Regions from separate parts of the Danio rerio genome. Here region 1 is linked to region 2. Evidence: chromatin contacts called from public HiCAR-type data. All regions are on one chromosome and are shown on one strand. The core of a region is the stretch at or near the end of the contact, and the rest is flanking DNA. Distances in the headings are between cores, read along the strand shown.

Region 1 (2,700 bases), core at 121-2,620, 580 kb after region 2:
GGCCCATTGTGTGTGTGTGTGTGTGTGTGTGTGTGTGTTTTCCCCAGGTTGCAGCTGAAAGGGCATCTGCTGTGTTCTTTCCGCTGCGGCAGTACCTGATGAATAAAGGGACTATGCCGAAAAGAAAATGAATGAATGAACTTACTAAAACATCAAACCCAATTATTAACGTTCAAATTTTCATCCACAAGATGGCGTAAAATACTACATAAAAGCTGATACTCACATTTGCGACTCCTGCTGTGATAAAACCTTTTATGCAGTCTATGGATAAAATAATGTTGGTGAATCTTGGAAATAATCTTGGTGAGTTAATATTATGTTACGTCTCTGAATGGTTACCAAGCAACATTTTTTAATTTCAGGGGGTACAAAATACGTTTGCAAGAACATTACGTGACTTAAATCGATATACGAATATGTATATTCATAGTACAACTTTAAAAATCTTAGTACATAAATAGCGGTTGCTCAGAGGGTAGCACAATCGCCTCACAGAATAAAACTCGCTGGTTCGAGTCAGTGGCGCAAAAGGGGTTATGCGGCGCATAGGGGCACATGTTCTCCCCGTGTTGACGTGGGCTTCCTCCGGGTGCTCGGGTTTCCCCCATAGTCCAAACACATGCACTACAGGTGACTTGACTAAACTAAATTGGCCGTAGTGAATTTGTGTGTATGGATGTTTCTCAGTAGTGGGTTACAGCTGGAAAGGCATTCCCAGTGTAAAACATGTTGGATAAATTGGCGGTTCATTTCGCTGTGGCAACAACATAAAGAAAAAAGAAAAAAATAATGATTAAAAGAGTAAATAAACATAAGATACAAAAAAGTAAATTATTAAAATGTTAGATATATCATATATGTGTATAAAATATAAAGTCATCCTTACAATGATGATTTTTTAAACAGTTGTTTAAGCAGCGATCTTATTTAAAGACAATACAGTTACCAAGTAACATCGTCATGGAGTGGGTCTCTAAACAAGAAAGCCGTACGCATGTAAAAAAAAGTGTATTTAATAAATTGTTACTTATTGTATATTTGTATTTTTTTGTTTATACTTACAACCCCCCCCCCCCCCCCCCCCCCCCAACATGTAGATTTTTTTAACATGTTATATGCTGTTATTTAAATTAAAAACAATAATAATAACCTTTATGGAGTGGGTAAAAGTTTAAACAGAGTGACGCGGGAGGCGCTACCAATATATTCATGAATATTCATTATCTTCTGCTCAGGTTTCCAGGCAACAGCGGTATGATACAATTAATATTCATGAGACAAAGGCTTTTAGCTAAATTTCCCGGATGGTTGCAGGAGGAGGAGCTGCGCAGACAGCGGAAATACCCGGATGTGTGACAGGAAGAACTGCGCAGACGTGCAGCAGAAACACACAAACACACCAGCGAAGAGCGCGGTTCATTCACCATCCAAACTCAAACAACCTGCCCCATCAATCTGTAAGTATTTCTGGTTGTTTACGACAATATAATTGAAAGAAAACGTCCGCGCGTGAATGGCAAAACGGAACATTTAGTTTGTTGAAATTAAGGCTTGATGCACTTATGATGCTACTGCATGTTAGCGCTTGAACTGATGACAGCTCTGTCCACCTGATGTGGTAAATAACACTTCTGTCAGCGGTTTAAACAAACATGATGTGTGCAGGGATGAAAGCAGCTTTGCTATAGCTTTAACCTTGCATCTCTATAGGAATATGACAGATGTTTTAATGCACGAGTATAGATATCACGATGCATTTCGTGTATTATATAACATCAACATCTGTTTTCATCCAGATGCAGCATGCCATGATCTGTGCTGATCTCTCTTTTTATTTAAATAAGCGTAAATGTTATGGAGTGATATGACCTTTACTGAATGGAGACTTCATTTTAAGGATTATTTTAAGTAGCCATGTGTCAAAACAGAGATGTTGAGTTGATGTGTGCTTTGTTTTGCCTCACTGAGCGTGAGATATTCGTGCTATTCTAAAGCTGTTTGTGTTAGGTAGCTTTCTCTGTTCGTAATATATTGAAAAACAGCATAAAACTGTAATTATTAGGCTAGAAAAGCAAACAAGTTAGTCGACGCTGTCGTTTCAGTGTATTGAGTCATGACAGAGGTCACAATTAACCCTCGCTAAGGTCACAGTTTAGTTGACAGGCTAGTTTGCACTTTGCTGGTTTTATCATTAGTTATTCTTAAATAATAATGGATAAGTAAAAGTATCTCTTTAGTATCTTTCACAGAGAAGAAGTCACAAAGTGCTTTACATTAAAATAATTTCTATCATGAGTACAAATAACACCAAATGTTAAACATTGAGGTAAAGTTGGTTATATATTCGCACATTCAGACATTCTCCTTAATAATATAATTTTAGAAAAGTATTATTTGCAAATGGGTGACACGGTGGCTCAGTGGTTAGCACTGTCGCCTCACAGCAAGAAGGTCACTGGTTTGAGCCATGGCTGGGTCTTTTGGCATTTCTGTGTGGAGTTTGCATGTTCTCCTCGTATTCACGTGGGTTTCCTCCAGGTGCTCCGGTTTCCCCCACAGTCCAAGGACATGCACTATAGGTGAATTAAATAAGGTAAATTGGCCGTAGTGTGTGTGTGTGTGTGTTTGTGTGCGAATGCAAGAGTGTATGGGTGTTTCCCAGTGATGGCTTGCAGCTGGTAGCTGGTTAATTTGGCT
Region 2 (2,700 bases), core at 196-2,695:
CCCTTACCTGCCTAGTTAATAATTAATCTAGTTAAGCCTTTGAATATCATTTTAAGCTGAATACTAGTATCTTGAAAATTCTTAAGTAAAATATTATTTACTGTCATCATGACAATAATAAAATAAATCAGTTATTACAAATGAGTTATTAAAACTATTATGGTTAGAAATGTTTTGAAAAAATCTGCTTCTTTTCCGTTAAAAAGAAATTGGGGAAAAAATAAACAGGGGAGCTAATAATTATGACTTCAACTGTGTACTGGTGCAAAGACATTATAAGGGATCAATTAAATAAAATGAATAAATCAAAATGTACATTTTTAATAAAAAAAAATAACAATGGATTTTTTTCATTATTTCTTGCATTTAATTTGCAGATATTTCTCATACTTTAATTAGGTTAATGAAATATGTATTACATTAAGGTTTGACATATGTAGCACAATGTAAAGAAGATGTTGCATTCACCATAAAAATATATATATTGAAAAACTATTGGATAATCAATAAAATTATAAAACACTAAATAAAGGAAATAGGAATAAGAAAATAATTAAATTACGTAAAAATATAAGTTTATATTTTATTAGAAATAAATATTTGAAATAAAAAGAAATACATTGTATTATATTATGCATGTTATTATAATTAATATAATTATGTATAACATTTAGCTATATTAGATTAGAATAAAATAAAATACTTACATACTTAGCAAAGTAAAGCCTATTGCTGTAAATCATATAACCTGAAACTGTAGCAGTAACTCAAGGAGAAACAAATGGGACAGCAGCAATGAGCCCATAACAAACCCCAGTATACGCGTTCTGCTGACAGTATGAATTATTTTAGCCCAATTATACACAAAGTAACTATGAATTACTCGATCTTCATCGTATAATCTCACCCTTGTCAAGAGCCACATCATCCTCATCGAATTTCTCCATCTCTTCATCTTCATCATCATCACCATCATCATCTTTAAGAAGAGCGTCTTCATCCGATTTATCCATCTCTACCCCGGCGTCCTCCTCTTCCTCCTCCATAATATCATCATGCTCGGCCTCCGCGTTTCCTCCATCCTCTTCTTCCTCCTCCATGCTCTCTCCCACCGGGTCCTCCTCCAGGTCTTTGCCGGCGGGGTCTCCTCCGTCCTCGTACCGACGCTCGGAGCCGTTAGTACCAGAGAGCGCCTCCTCGTCTAGTGCGGCCTGCAGGCGCGACATAAGATCCGCCTTCAGCCCTTTATCAGACAGACTCCTTTTCTTTAGCTCGTCCTTCAGCTCGTTCACTTTCAGCTTCTTCACGTTTATAGCGCTCATTGTGACCGTCGTCTTCAGACTTGTGTATTTGAGCAATTATGAACGGAAAATATGAACGGAAAGGGCAGGTTGTTGTGAGCGGACTGTCCGTTAACGCGCGGTGCGGTCACTGTAGGCAGCAGTCGAAGCGGAACAAGGCCAGCTCAGCTTTATATAATCTACCGTAAAGCACGTTATAGCCGAGCGCGTATGAGACTACCGTAAATATCGATATTGATTTAAGATAATAGACGTAGTTTTACAATTTTTAGAAATTGTATTGTCTGTGTGGCTTTTTTGTTTAAAACTTAAGGCATTTTTTGTTCTGTTTTTAAACATGGAATTTAATTAGATATTTTACAGTCCTTTAGATAGGGTGGCTCTTTTTTCTGAAAAAGTGGACCTTTTCTGCAGTTATTCACCTCATTTTCTATTCAATTATGAGGTTTAAATAATGCATTGTAGTGACATTTTAATTACTAATCTTCGCCGAATCTTTTTGACGTACTAAAAATATTTTCTAGAGTGCTTATACTGCTTTATTACAAAGAATTTGCATTTAAACTTTAATTTACTACAGTTATATAAATAATGCTATGAGTTTTATTCAAATAAAAAATTAATAAAGAAAAATAAAAACATACTTATTTTTAAATACAAATTTTTTATCATCCATCATTTTAAAAATATATGGTCAAACTTGTTTTAAACTAAAAAGTGTAGCAGAAAAAAAAAACTCACCATCTCATTTCACTTTCCTCAGAAAGCCAGAATTTGGCCACTTGATGAGCAGATGAACATGATGTATATAAATTAATTTCTGCCTCTCCTGATGCCTCTATTTTGATTTCCCATTTTATAGCCGTTTGTAATAATCAGTTTGACATATCTACTTTGTATTTGAAAGATTCTTGAAAGATTTACAGATTATAATTACCAATGGGGACTGGAAAAAGTCTATCAAGGTCATAATAAATACATAAGAGTGTGAAGATGCAAAAACCTCTAAATGCCTTTTGAAACATTTCCCTAAAAGGAGTATTTTTTATGTGTATTCATATCACTTAAATGGCAAAGATTAAGTCCTTTTCCTGGGCTTTAAAGTAAAATATCTCAACATAAACAAAGGATGCTGAGAAAAAAGTAAATTTTCTATGGAAATTTCAGATGTTTTTTGCATCTAAACTCTTGACATGTTCTATTAACTCAAGACACCTAATCCAATATAAAAGTGTGCATTGGCTTCATTATTCTATAGGGTTAAGCTTAATAAATTCTAGTCCTCTATCTCCTGTAAATGTAATAAATGTGAAGCTGAAGGCTTCATAGGACATATTTTTTGGTCATGGCCAAAACCTTTTGAGATTTGGAGCAAAATGTTCAGATTCTACTCTGGGGC

Evidence for each region. HiCAR-type assays count read pairs that join an accessible place to other places.
Region 1: a HiCAR-type map of caudal fin shows a contact between it and region 2, with 6 times the contacts expected there. The contact joins the promoter of cnsta here to the promoter of hnrnpua in region 2. A contact is called at or near these places in 2 of 4 datasets of contacts at active chromatin or transcription factors (caudal fin and embryo).

The regions. Positions count from the first base shown.
Region 1 is chr17:13,275,673-13,278,372 of GRCz12tu, forward strand. cnsta (consortin, connexin sorting protein a) reads left to right here and starts at 1,371. Exons shown (of 11, transcript XM_692809.9): 1 at 1,371-1,460.
Region 2 is chr17:12,691,508-12,694,207 of GRCz12tu, forward strand. hnrnpua (heterogeneous nuclear ribonucleoprotein Ua) reads right to left here and starts at 1,446. Exons shown (of 14, transcript XM_689599.11): 1 at 908-1,446. The coding sequence starts at 1,322.